3 separate regions of the Sus scrofa genome follow, and all the other regions are linked to region 1. A link is a contact called in public Hi-C data. All regions are on one chromosome and are shown on one strand. The core of a region is the stretch at or near the end of the contact, and the rest is flanking DNA. Distances in the headings are between cores, read along the strand shown. Region 1 has its middle 160 kb from the start of CDH5. Region 2 overlaps LOC102162742 (a long non-coding RNA gene). Region 3 overlaps LOC102162742 (a long non-coding RNA gene).

The links. Hi-C and Micro-C count contacts between places; a contact is called where the count stands out from the background.
Region 2: a Hi-C map of omental adipose tissue shows a contact between it and region 1, with 1.8 times the contacts expected there. The contact joins two enhancer-like sites. A contact is called at or near these places in 3 of 47 Hi-C or Micro-C datasets (embryonic fibroblasts and omental adipose tissue).
Region 3: a Hi-C map of heart right ventricle shows a contact between it and region 1, with 3 times the contacts expected there. The contact joins two enhancer-like sites. A contact is called at or near these places in 2 of 47 Hi-C or Micro-C datasets (embryonic fibroblasts and heart right ventricle).

The regions. Positions count from the first base shown.
Region 1 is chr6:26,943,873-26,948,574 of Sscrofa11.1, forward strand. No RefSeq gene overlaps it. Among named protein-coding and RNA genes, the nearest start is that of CDH5, 160 kb to the right of the region's middle. Within about 2 kb of position 2,844, at least 29 of the 83 cell types and tissues checked have an H3K27ac peak or open chromatin away from gene starts, as enhancers often do. A contact at or near this core is called in omental adipose tissue, where this site is marked.
Region 2 is chr6:26,508,360-26,513,061 of Sscrofa11.1, forward strand. All of the region lies in intron 7 of LOC102162742 (a long non-coding RNA gene), which reads right to left. Among named protein-coding and RNA genes, the nearest start is that of CDH5, 600 kb to the right of the region's middle. Within about 2 kb of position 2,397, at least 1 of the 83 cell types and tissues checked has an H3K27ac peak or open chromatin away from gene starts, as enhancers often do. A contact at or near this core is called in omental adipose tissue, where this site is marked.
Region 3 is chr6:26,571,572-26,576,273 of Sscrofa11.1, forward strand. All of the region lies in intron 7 of LOC102162742 (a long non-coding RNA gene), which reads right to left. Among named protein-coding and RNA genes, the nearest start is that of CDH5, 530 kb to the right of the region's middle. Within about 2 kb of position 2,655, at least 9 of the 83 cell types and tissues checked have an H3K27ac peak or open chromatin away from gene starts, as enhancers often do.

The DNA of each region.
Region 1 (4,702 bases), core at 1,594-4,093:
GGGAGCTAAATCTGGTCACTTGTGATGGAACATGATGGAGGATAATGTGAGAAAAAGAATATATCTATATGTATAACTGGGTCACTTTACTGTACAGCAGAAATTGACAGAACATTGCAAATCAACTATAATAAAAAAATTTTAAAAAAAAAGAGAGAGAGTAAATGGGAGCCAGCCAGCTAGCCAGGAAATGCATTTACCAAAAGGCTGCTACTCCCCAGGGTCTGTGCTAGGCCTGGGTGGGGGCAGGGTAGAGAGGGAACCAAGACACCCAGCCCTGGCCCTGTGGAGGAGAGACAGGAGTTTGTCTGCATTACTAGGCGGATACTGGTGCCATTTTCTAGACTCTAAAGAAGTAACCCTCTTGAGAGGGAAAGGGATTGGGTTGTGTCATGGACACACTGAGTTTGAAGAGCCTATAAGATGTCCAAGCAGAATGACCAAGGAGCCATTGGTCCTTGGCTCTGCAGTTTGGGGGTCTGAAGCAGAGCGGCGAGGAGGAAGCCAGAAAGGCCTGGACAGTCCTGAGTGGAGGTGGTGGAAAGGACCTGGTGGGTGCCCCTCCCAGGGGAGCACAGATGCTCAAAAGGAGCAAAAGAGTCTGAGAAGCCAGGAGGAAACCAGAGCGAATGAGTCCAACGGCGCCAAGAGGTCAGGTAGGATAAAGCTCACTGAAGATCCTAATGAGAAGACTGCCAGTGCAGGTCCAGCAGGCACAGTGTGAGAGTGGAGGCGAGGCAACAGGCAGGAGCTGGACGGGCAAGTGGGGGAAGAATTACATTTGGGTTTTGCTAGGATGGAGAGACTTGGTATGGTTCAAGGTTGTTGAAAAGGAGAGTAAGTTATGAAGAGAGCAAGGTCTAGGAAGAAAAAGATGGCCAAGCCCAGGCAAGCAGGCATGTGGAGTAGAGCCCCCACAGACTCACTCATGGCAGGAGAAGATGCTGTTTGGCCCGTGTCGGGAAGGAAGAAGGACCGGGTAGCTGGGAAAGCTTCTGGGTCTGCAGGTAGCTCTCATTTGCCGTCAGGAGGCGTTTCTCACAAAGATCCAGGACAGAGGAAGGAAATGGAGGAAGGAGACTTTCCGCAGACAGGTGACGGGCCCACAGGACAGAGCTGGTGAGCAGCAGAGCCAGATTCGAACCCAGATCCATGCATCTCCAAAATCTCTCCTCTGCATCCCACACGCCAGGAAGACAGATGGAAGTGGCTTCATTGCCCGCCCCCACGCCCCCCAGATCCTTTTGCTGAGTTTCTTTTTAAAAATGAGCTCTCATTTGGGAGGGATAAAGAAAAGCCAGGCCAGCTCTGTCATCCTGCGGCTCCGGCTCTGAGGAGGGTGGGAGCCCGGGGAATTAGCAGGGTTTCTGGCATTTCCTTCGAGCAGGCTGGAGTCTGCAGGGCCTTCCCCGGCGAATGAGGACGCAATTCATAAACACGAGACTTGCAGGGGAGAGCCGTGAATCTCGGGGGCCCTGCTAATTAAAAAGCCCGTATTACATTACTTCCTCAAGGACTCATCTTCTAATTTTTAGGATTATAGTACATTGATTAATTTATACAAGTTTTTAATCCCTCAGTGCTTAATGAAGTCCAGGAACATGGGAACAGGAGCATAATTGAGCTTCATATTATTTTATTAGGGAGAATGATGGCCCAGCGTGTGGGGGAGAAGTTTGTGAGGGTGGAGAGGCTGCATCCGTGCTCTTAACCAACTGCTCTTCAAATGCCAGCAGGGACACTCTCTTGGGGCAGACATGGAGCGAGTTCATCTCTCTAAGCCAGGTTGCTCTGTGGCTCCCAGTGGCCTGTGTAGAAAAGCACCTCGTCTTGGTAGGGAGTGCAGCGCCCACCATGCATGACCCCTGCCACGGCAGCTCCCCTCGCCCCACGCTTCTACAACGCACTTGCTTCAAACTGTCCCACTGTGCTCCTGCTGTGCCATCTGCCACCAAGGCCCTTCCCTGACACAGGCTCATCTCTTAATTCAGGCTCAAGGGTCACCTCCTCTGGGGAGTCTTCCCTGAACCAGTGCCCTGCTGACAATGGAGCAGAAGGCCTTGCATCTCCAGGGAATCCCAGATTTTTCCAAATCAAGATCACTTCCGGGAGTTCCCGTCGTGGCACAGCAGAAACGAATCCGACTAGGAACCATGAGGTTGTGGGTTCAATCCCTGGCCTCGCTCAGTGGGTTGAGGATCCGGCATTGCTGTGAGCTGTGGCTTAGGTCGCAGAGGCAGCTCAGATCCCGCGTTGCTGTGGCTGTGGTGTAGGCGGGCAGCTGGAGCTCCAATTAGACCCCCTAGCCTGGGAACCTCCATATGCTGCGGGTGGGGCCATAAAAAGACAAAAGACAAAAAGAAATCACTCCTAAATTTTCTGCAGGCTCTTAGGTCTCAACCTGGGGAGTTTCTACCCTAAGGGAATTTACTTTGTTTCTTGGGATGACTTCAAGGCCAAAACACCTCACCACGGACAAGGTGACTGACAAAGGGGGTTGACAGGCGACAGCTGAGGGAGATCCCCCCGCCCCCCAGCACATCACCTCCCCATCACCAGGGTTTGCAAAAGGCCTGAACTCAGGGCCAGCAGACTTTTGCCCCCTCCCTGGCTCTCTCTCTAATCCTGTCTGACCCTGAGCGAGTTCCCTTCCCTAGACTTCGATTTCCCCAGCTGCCATCTCAAGGCAAGGGACCTAATCCTGGCTCCTGGGACCCTCTCCTGCAGGAACTCCATTCAAGACTTCCAGAACTCCCCACAAATCCTCTGGCTTCCGGTCCCGTGCCCTGGAGTTTGGTTCCCCCCGCCCTCTAGAGGCCATACCTAGAATTGCAGTTGTAAGACCAAAGGTGGCAGCAGCCAGCACTTCCTGAGTCTGGAAGATTCCAGCAGGAATCCTTCACCCCAGAGAGCTGACCCCGCTCTGGTTCCTAAGAAAGCAGAGCCCAGACTCTGCGTTACAGTCCGATTCTGGCTTTCTCTATCCATTCATCCTGCTGAAAAGACACAAATCTCTCTCTTTCTTTTTGTCTCTGGTTCCCTCCTCCCCGTGGAGAGAAAGGGAAGTTCATAAATGACAGCTTCAAACCAGCAAGAGGGTAAAAGAGATTTCCTGGAGCTCTTGGTGCCCCTAGAGGCACAGCTCACCCAGCTTTATTCATCAGGGAGAATGCCTGGTGGCCTGGCCTCTCCCTTAACCTTTCTCCAAGCAGTTTCTTGCTCCCACAGAAACCCCTCCAGGGGATTTTTTTTTTTTTTTTCAAGGAAACTGATTGCTGCCTAAAATCCTTCTGCCATGAGATTGGTGGGAAAGGAATTTTGCGCTTAAGAAAGAATCCAAATCCTGAACCTTGACTCAAGGTCAAATAATTCTATGCCTTTGTTTTGCAGATGAGGAAAGTGAAGCAGAGAGAGAGAGAAAGTAACCCTGAAAGAACAGATCCAGGGTCCTGACCCCCAGTCCATATTAGACCCCCAAATTCTGTACTTCCTGCTTCCGAAAAGTTTCTAAACAAAGATCCTGAAATAAATCAGGCCTCCATCCAGGGCATTCTATGTCCAAAGGGAAGCAGAGCGTACCCAGCAAAGAGTTGGAGGGAGCATCTGTCCACAGGACCATCTTCCAACTGGGGGGGGGGGGTTCAATCCCAGCCAGGGTTTGCAAATGCATTCCCAGATTCTCTGTCATTATAATAGCAAAACTGCCTGTTTGCCACACTGCAGCGCACCCCTCCCCTTGGCGCACATAGGGACCAGGGTCCCCTGCAGAGAGCCCTTTATCCTGGGATAAGGGGCACCCCCTTGCCCATCGCTCACCAAACACTCGTGGGGAACCTGGTGTAAACCATTCATAGATGACATGCTTCTGGGGTGAGGTTTCAAACGGAACGGAGCAGCTTCATTGCTGTGAACTACTGAAAGTCAGCCCTCAACAAACAAACTGCCTGTTTCTGTTTTATTCCTTAAAAACCAACAATCGAAATTATCAGTGAAATGCAGGGGGGTTTGGCTTTAAAGCAGAATGGGTCAAAAGCCTTCCAACGGCAGGCCCCTGTGCAGAGGTCGCCAGGGGTCAGCGGGCCATGGGGCCCAGGTCCCTTCCCTATGGGATGTTGGGACACGTGAGCAGTGCCAAGGGAGGATAATCTTGCAAATTCACCTGCAAAGCCTCTCAACCAGGTCTAGAAACTGCAGTCACCTGAACAGAATTCTAAAGGAACGGATCAAGACGTCTCGACAACTTCAAAAGTCATTTTCTAAAGAGAAGAGGGAGGAACTGTTCTGTCCAATTGACTTTTTGTGTTTATTAGAAATAAAAAAACATCTACAGCCAAGCTTTCTTATTAGTGGAGACAGGCTTGCAAACCCTCTCTCTTGTTGAGTTTTGGAAACAGAACACTAAATTTACTCTTAAAAGAACGGTTTTCATTTTAAGAGGCATTTCGGTTATGTCAAATGTCAGGTCTTGAAAACAAGGTATGCCTGTTTCTTATGCTGTAATGTACAGTCAAATTTTGGATCCTGTTAAATATACATTAGGTCCCAAATCCAAACAGGATATCAAATGTCAATTTTTAATCGAGCTGCCAACAAATCAAGCTTTTTCATACTTTGTGAAGCATCATTTGTCACATATGCATTGGAGAAAGGTCAAAATTGGCCTGTTTTTATATTATGAATATTATTTACAATTTGCTTTAAA
Region 2 (4,702 bases), core at 1,147-3,646, 440 kb before region 1:
AAAAACCAGGAAGTGACGCTTTCTCTGCCTTGAAGACAAAGCACTGTTTGACTTTGTCTTCCTCACAGGGTCCGCCTGAATGTCTCCAGTGTTGTTGAGTGAATGAACAAGGTAAAAAGAGTGCTGGTTCATTGTGTCTCTGTGGGCAGAAAAACTCAGCTTATACACTAAATAGATCTGTAAAAATATAAAGTGTAAAAGTTCTCTTTTGTTGTTGTTGTTGTTTTAGAGTTTTGGTTTTTTAAAAAGATACAGAGAAGACTTTAAAAAAGAAGAAGAAGAAACCCTTTGGTGAAGTGACTAATCATTCTGTTATTTATTTATTTATTTATTTATTCTTTTTAGGGCCACACCCCTGGTATGTGGAAGTTCCCAGGCTAGGGGTCAAATCGGAGCTACAGCTACTGGCCTACACCACAGCCACAGCCACAGCCACAGCCACTCGGGATCCAAGCTGCATCTGCGACTTACTCCACAGCTCATGGCAACGCCGGATCCTTAACCCACTGAGCGAGGCCAGGGATCAAACCTCCGTCCTGGATACTAGTCGGGTTCGCTAACCACTGAGCCACAAGGGGAACTCCAGTAATTTATTTTTTTGAAAACTTTTTTAAAGCAGAGTTTTTTTTTTAAGAGTTTCTCCTTCTGTATCTGTGTTTATAAACTAATGACAGGCTCTTAAACATTCCTTTAGCAATAAGAAGTTTCCAAGACAGTACACTATATTCTGCTTAGGAGAGTTCAGCTTAACCAAATCTATATAAACAGCTCGTACAGCAAAGAGAGATGAGATCTCTGGGAACAGGAAACTCCAGAGCACAGATTTGGAGCCACAAACATGTCTTCTCTCGGGGCAGCAAGTGGGGTGAGCCTGGGCAGAGTAGCAAAGCTTCCAGAAGTTCTGGTCTCCCTCTGCATTTTTTCTGCTGCCTAGCCTGCTAGATACAAAGGCCTAGCTTCTCCAGTTCTTTCATGAAGTTTCTAAATAGGTTACTAGTTCATGGGCTGGCGTTTGGTGCTCTTGTCCATCCAGCAGCTCAGGGTAACCCAGATCAGTCCAGCCTGTGTGAGGCGAATTCAATGAACATGGAAATTGCCTCCAAGTCGTCTATGCCTCCAGCGCATACTCAGGCTCTCCAGACACTCCCGATTTGGGTACCTTCTGCATGAGCCCGAAAGCCAACCCCTTGGAGCGTGCTAGCAGCCCCGCCTTCTCCCTTCTTGCCTGTATTATCTCAGGAGATTTCTGACTCTTTAGGTCAGCCCAACAGCCTTCTTTTTTTTTTTTTTTTTTTTTTTTTTTGGTCATTTCTCATCATTGAGATCTATAAATATTAATTACAAGCCTCATATTTTAAAACTCCTTTGAGCATATTAACTATTTAGCCACATAAATCAATCCGAAACTGATCTTAGTGGTTCATCATACTTTCACAAGTTCCAGAACTTTCTATTTTAGCTCCCACTCTTCACTGCTTTTACCACCAAAGTTATTTAATCCTTTTTCCATCTACTCAGCCCTTCTTTAGATAAAAGGGACAGAAAGGGAAGGATGGAGAGAGGGAGGAAGAGAGAGAAAGAAATGGGGAGAAGGAAAGGAGGGAAGAGGAGGACGAAGAGGTTAAGAGAGAAGAAAGGAAGGAAAAGAGGTGAGAGGGAGAAACACCACACAAACCAGAAGATCAGGGACCTACTTCTGATTCTCTAACTGGCCCTGGGAGTCTTGAGTGTGTCATTTGGCCTCTCTGAGGTTGGCTTGGTTTAGAAGCTGTCTCTAGCATCTTCTAACTGGCATGTTTTCCCCCTACAGTAAGATTTAGCGTTTTCTCTCTTGGTTAACAGATCATCCTTCTAAAAGGACGCCAAGGGAGTTCCTGTTGTGGCTCAGCAGTTTATGAACACAACTAGCATCCATGAGGATGCAGGTTTGATCCCTGGCCTCCCTCAGTGGGTGAAGGATCCAGCATTGCCATGAGCTCTGGTGTAGGTCACAGGTATGGCTCGGATCCCACATTGCTATGGTTGTGGTATAGACCAGCAGCTGTAGGTCCAATTCGACCTGGAAACTTCCATATGCTGTGGGTGTGGCCCTAAAAAGTAAAAAAAATTAAAAATAAATAAAAGGACCCTACGGTAGCACCAAGGTTGCTTTGTACCTCTTTTCTTAAGTATTCACCCAAGCAAATCAAGGAATCCGATATTCCTGACCAAGAGGGGTCCCCAGCTCTTCCTTCGAGATTCCCTGGGCACACAGGCTCTGTGGGAGCTTCTATGCAGCCCACTGCAGGGACTGCACCTCCTAGTTACATGAAAACCACTGAGCCACCCTAGAAGGGCCTGGGGATCCTAATGGCATTGATTGTTTTGCACCAGCTCTCTCAAGAAGGATGGGAGCAGAGCCAGGGGAAATGGGGAGGTGGATAATAGAAGGCCTAGTAGAGCAGAGTCAGGCTGGCCACGGCGTGAAAAGCAGCCCCTGCAATATTTCTGACATGAAGCCAGCAGCCTCAGCGCCCTGAGATCCACTTCCCTCACCTGTAGAGAGGCTTCTCCACACTTATGCTTCATCTGATTGTTATCCAGAACAAAAGAGACGCTGCTACATACAACACATACCATTCACACCCGACTCGTGTTAGTGTTCAATACATGTAAGCTTTTATTATTACCATATTTCCTCCATTCTCAGACACCATCGATCGGAAGTCAAAGCATCAATTTAATCACTTCTCAAGGGGAAGAACAATATATTAACCACACATTCCCTTTTTAAGACATCACAATTTCAACAATATTAAAAGGTGAAAAGAAATGTGTCTTAAAAATCAATGAACTCTGGTCTTATTACTGTCACATTTGGGAACCGTTTTAAGTCATTGGCTTGTTTACTTGCCTTTCTCCTGTTTTGTCTGGCTTCCCCCAAGAAGACACAGAAGTTCCATGCAAACAAAGGAGTAACTCTTCATTGCTGGGCTCCCAGTGCCTCGTACTGGCAGCAGATAAATGTTTGTGTGATACGATGGTTCTAGGCCATCCTCATATGAGGGAATTGCTGATGAAAACCATGCAAATGTGGCCACTGGTTCACATAAGAAACTTTCTCGCATGTCTTTCTAAATCCACTCAACTTAGTTCCCTATAAGCCTTGGGAGAAGGGTTTGTTTGTATTTGTCGAGAATTGGTATTTTCCTTGAACTGCACACACAAGGAATGGGGAGGAAAGCAGACAGCAAATGCAGGGCCTCTACCATAACCCCTGATACAGGCGTAGCCGTCATAACTCACACTTGAAATTGAATACAAGGCAAGGGTAGAGTACGGGTCCCAGTCAGCTTAAAATATGCTTAAAACATGCATGTCCTTAGGATCTATAGATATGCATCAGATATTAATAAACATCTGTTCAGAACCAACTAAAATTTCTCCCTTCAACTTGCAAACTAAAAACCAACCAGCCAGAGTTCCCATCGTGGCACAGTGGAAACAAATCCAACTAGGAACCACGAGGTTGTGGGTTCCATCCCTGGCCTCGCTCAGTGGGTTAAGGATCCGGCGTTGCCATGAGCTGTGGTGTAGGTGCAGATGCTTCTTCGATATGGTGTTGCTGTGGCTGTGGCATAGGCTGGCGGCTATAACTCCGACTCCATTCCTAGCCTGGGAACCTCCATATGCTGTGGGTGCGGCCCTAAAAAGACAAAAAAAAAATAAAAGCCAACCAACCAACATTAATGTAATCTCTCTAGGGAAAATGACTTTTTAAGTGCCCATTTATAAGCCCAACATCCATTCATTCCATCAGCAAGTATTTATTGAGAGTCTACTGAGTGCCAGGCATGTACCAGGTGCTGGGGGTAAGTGGAAGTCCAGGACGACCTTCAGGCCGAGGAAGATGAATGAGGGAAACCCCGGCACACACGTGTTATGTGGAAAGAGAAATGGCTCATGGCCATTGGGTCCCAAGCTAAGAGGCAGGAATGGTTTTGGAGAGAGCATTAATTTCATCAGAATGACTGGAGGGGGGAGTCTCTGATTTTGCATCACTCCAGCCCTTTCAGAAGATTTCCTGTAGCATCAACCAAATTCCTGGTCAGGGAACCTGTCAGACTCCAGCACAGAGATGCTAAATAATACCTAAAGCCACCACTATTCTTCCGAAACAGAGGGGAGACTGGAGCACAAGAAGCCCCTCCATTGATTCTACAAGAGTTTCAAGAAATTTAAGCATTGAATCTACTTTGTTCTAGGACCCAACTTTTTCAGAGTAAGTCAGATCTGTTACCCGCATCTTCCTAAACCTTTGGGTTATCCATGTACTATTTTAGCACCCTGCAATGCACTTATTTCCACAATCCCAGCCTTCTCCCACCTGCATCTTCCTTATGAAATTTTCAATCAACGAAATGAATTCAATCCAGAAAAGCAAACACATTTTGGATAGAACAGTCTTCTTTTTTAATCAGTTTTCATGTTCCCTACATAAACCAGCAGCTCAGAGGTACTATTTTTGAAAGCATTTTGTAATGGAAGGTTTTACCAAAGTGCTATTTAGTATTATCATTATTATCCTTGTTATTAATAATGATTTATAGAAGACACTGCTATTTAGAGGCTCGGGACACCAAGCCGGATTTGATACTTAAGTCAGCAAAGGTAATAGAAAGAGGAGAGACAAGGGGAGAAATGAAAACAGACTGTCCTGCCT
Region 3 (4,702 bases), core at 1,405-3,904, 370 kb before region 1:
AACTTAACCTTGGTGCAATACTATTAACTAAACTATAGGCTTCATCTGGACAGCAATCGTTTTTCCTAATGTCTTTTTCTATTCCAGGATCCAATCCAGGATTTCAGATGCTAAATTTAATTATTTACAAATCTTTCAGCCTTGAAAACATGTCCACTGCCAGCCCACTCACCATGAGGACAAGAGAGTTCTCAGAAGGTAAGGACCCCTGGAAACATAATTCTTTATGTGGACCACAAGATATGCACTTGCTAAACATGTGCTAAGCAATATAGACTAAGAGAGATCTGTTACATTGCTGGTATCGATGCAAGGACCTTAATACCTCTGCTACCCTTCCCCCGTATTTCCATTATAATCATGAGTGTCAAGAATGCAAATAGGCTAATACTGATTTGGGCATGTGTAATACACACCCACGCATATGTATCTAAAAGCACACACATATAGAAACATTCTCTATGACAAAGGAAACAGTTCAAACCAGTTGAGAAATGTTGGACAGTTCAATAAATGGTGTGAAAACAAGTGGCTATTCATGCGACATAAATACCTAGGTAGACTCCTACGTAGCTCTTTACCTAATATCAGTCACAAAAATAGCTTCCTGAATTATTAAAGCATCAAATATCAAAGAAGTAAAAACGTCAAATAATTAGAAGGAAACACAGAGAAATATCTAACATGGAGGTAAGTCAGGCTTTCTAAACACAAGTGCTGTATGGGAACCAACAAAACACTGGATGACAAAGCTAGATAAGAGACATTTTCAAAATATGTAACAAGAAATATTCATGATGAGAAAAAGACAAGAGCATATAAAAATGTCTATAAATCTATAGGTAAAAGACTAAATAAACAAGCCAACAGAAAATGACTTAAGGATTTGAACTGGCAATTCCCAGGAACAGAAGAATAAACCCGACAAGGCACATCGAAGGGTCTTTGCTATCAGTGGTAATCAGGAGGCAAAAATGGAAGCAACTTAAGATGCTGTTTTCACCCAAAGGGTTACCATGAGTTAGGCAAATGCATATCAGTCTGGAGTGTGGGTGATGGAAAGGGGCCTTGCTTGAACTGACCTAATGGAAGGACTGTCAGTGAGGACAGCCTTACCCAGGGGTTTTTAACCAGCCAGCAAATGCACATCTCACATCTGTGGATGACAATTGCTGCATCTGCAGTTCCAAGCAGGACCTGCTGGCGAGGACTAGGAGGCATACACCTGCAGGCTGGGCATGACCCAGAACTGCAGCCTCAAGTCAGGGCACCAGGGCCTGGAGTCAAGGCAGGAACTTGACCCTTTCCACCGGCTGCAAGATTGATCCAGGAGAACATAGAAAATACGGTTCCCAGTAAGTGCTGTGTCTCTGTGTCCTGGCCTAGCTTCACCCTCTCCCATCCCCACCCACAAATCAGACCCCTATGTCTGCTCATGAAAATGTAAGGCAGAGGGACGAGAGACCTGCAGCTCTAAGAACTGCTGAGGATGCTGCTGGCCATTTACAACCAGACCTTAAAGCCCTACCTGAGAAGAGCCTTGACCCCTGCCTTCTGCCAGGTCTGCCCTCTCAGGAGGTGATTCCAAAGATCCTTTCTCAAAGGATCCTTTCCCCAACCCCCTGTCCCACTCTCCTCACTATGAAGCTTTATTTAGAGCCTTAGTACAAGAGGCCCTGACACGGCACCCACCATGTATATTGTCTATGTTCCTCTAGAATCATTGTTGATGCCCCCAGAGAAAAGCCAAATTGCAGGCTCCTTCAGGGCGTATTTGCCTGACTTATGAGATTTACTTAGAGTCTATGAGTGCCTTCACTGGGGAGTGAGGGTTCTATGTTCATAGAGGTTTGCAGGACTTCTCAGAGCCTTTAGTAAGCAAATACCCACTGCAAGCACATTGACCACAAACCATCAATTATAAGACATGGAACCCACCATATTCCATGCTCCTCTGAGCATGGAGCCTGTTATTCTCTCTAGAGAACTCTCCTAGGACCAAGGGCTATGTGGAAAACACTTTTAGAAACCCGAGGAGGGCAGAAACCACTTCCAAATCTGAGCCAAATCCTGGCTCATCTTTTACCTATATGAACTTGGGTATGTTTGGGCCTTAATTTACTTGAATGAAAAGGGAAATGTTAACCATATCTAACAGGTGGTATATTTTTCTTCCTTATTTTCATATATATTTGGAAACATTAATTCTTAAATTACTTCTTAAATTTATGACTAGTATGTTTAGGATGTTAAGTAAAAATTCAAAGCCTTCCCCAACCCCCTACCTCCATCTCTCAAAAACCTGAGACCCTTGTTTTGCACAGCCTTTTAGAACTTCCATGTGAACATTTAAAAATGGAAAACAAAGATTGATGCTTGGCTCACAAGCCAGGACATCGATGACCTCCAGTTCTGGTGGCTGCTATGAAGAGGTGAAGGCAGTGGATATGCCCAACTTTGAGGTTGGCACATGACGGGATCCCCATAAATACCAGTTCAAAGCGAGCTCCTGCCTTTGGGCTGGGCTGCGCTCAGGGGGCCCTGTGCCAGTTGCTTTCAGAGTTGATGACTTCCAGAAGTCACTGCTCTGTGCTAATTCAGGAAGAAATTGATAGCTGCCAAGCTCCAGCCCTTGGAGCCTCTGAAAGCAAACAAGTGTGGAAGAGATGTGTGTCCAGCCTCTCTGAGTGGCCACAAGGCTCAGAGCAGCGCCTTTATCTGCCTGGGGCCAAACCACTTTCCTGCTGGTGCTGCCAAAAGAAATCTCCGTCCAGGGGAATGGGAGTAAGAGCAGGAAGGAGGAGGAGGCATGGAAAGGGTTCCAGCACCACCACTGGCCAGGCTCCCCCCTCCTCTCCATCAAGTTCTCTCCGACTCTTGACCAGCCAAGCTCGGAAGAACTCCTCATGGATTTTTACCCTGTCAAATTACTCCTTTACAGAAAAATGCTGCTGCAGATGGGCAAGTCCCCACAAAATCATGCCAGGGACTCTTTAGGGCAGATCCTGCTGCTTGGCATAATCAGCCCTTATTACCGTAGCGCTGAGGGGTGTCGGCTTGCCAGAGGCCCGCTTTTAATGAACTTTACCATCCAAAGTTGGCCGAGAGAAGGCAAGTCAGATTTTGCCAATCAATTGGAATTGATTACTTCTCGAAAGCCAAGCCTCAGCTTGCAGGAAACACACACAAACACACCCAATATTTGGGGGTTAGTTTGATTTCCTGAGAAAAAGGAGTTCTTGGCAGCCTGAGATAATGATGGATCAGCCTTTGCAAAATCCCCAGGACACTGGGGCTTTTTGAGGGAGCCTGCGCAGGCAGAGTAAGCTTTGGCAGCCTTGGAGTTCAGGCCAGGCCTCTGCCTGGAACGCCTTTTTTTTTTTTTTTTTTTTTTTTTTTTGTTTTTTAGGGCCACACCCATGGCATATGGAGGTTCCCAGGCTAGGGTTCCAATCGGAGCTATAGTTGCCGGCCTATACCCCAGCCACAGCAACTTGGGATCCAAGCCTTGTCTGTGACTTGTACCACAGCTCACGGCAACACAGGATCCTTAACCCACTGAGCAAGGCCGGGGGTCAAACCCACATCCTCGTGGATGCTAGTAGGTTCGCTAACCACTGAGCCACAACAGGAAGTTTTTTTAAGTTCATTACCCTTCCATCCATTCATGTATAGAACTCAACAGCACTGATGGAGATTGATTATCCAGGTGTGGAGCCAGGCTCTGGAATTTCAGAGATACACCTGTCGGCAGGTAGAGACCAGGCTTTCCTGGAGGAAGGCAGAGGTGCCATAGGAACTCGGGGGAGGGAGGGCCAGGCTGGGCTGCATCCTGCAGGATGAGGGTGCATTCTCCTGGGGAACAAGAGAGGGGAGAGATGCTCTCTTTGCCCTCCAAGCTTTCACAGCGGCTGTCCTTCCACCTGGAAATTTCTAGTCCCTGCCACAACCACCCTCATCTTTACCAGAAAAACTTAATACATCCTCTGTCTTAGCTTGTGAGAGCATCTCTTCATGGAACATGAGCCCCTCGATGAGAAGGGCCCAGCTTGTTCCCTGCTCTACAGGGGTTAGGACAGCACCTAGCACAGTATCAGGCACACAGGAGGTGCTCAGTGACTGCTTACTGAATGTGGAGTTTCTGAATGGTCTTAGACCAGAGAGGTAAAGGGCTGCCCCTGGAATACAGCAGGAAGATGGCTGGGGACATGGGGGTGGCATCTACTGAGGACCCACTCTGCAGACAGCCCAGTCCCGGACACCCTGCATGCATTGTGGGAGTGGTGAGTGAGGGCAAGTGGTGTCTCTGGAAGGGGAGCCCTGCAGACAGAGAAGGGTTGGGGAGCAGAGCCAGGGCTGAGCCCTCACATCTTGGCTTCCTGCCCCTTTAGCCCCATCCACTCTTCAGAGCACCAGGCCCCCGTCTGCAGTGAAGGGGGCCCTTCATCAACATCTCCAGGCTGAGAGAGGACCTCACAGAAGGAGGGGTTGGGGACAAGGCCAGAGGGGGAGCCTCTCCATCAGGGCTCAGGACACAGAGCTCCCGGGTGAGATGGGGCTGAGCTGGGAAGGAGCTGGGCTCTGTGTGAAGCCGGCTGAGCTCTGCAAAGGGAGAACCTGCGAGGGCAGGGGCCAGGGATGGCAACAGAGAGAGAGAGAGATCCAAGGAAGAGAAGGATGTGGCAAGAGAGGAAAAAGAGAG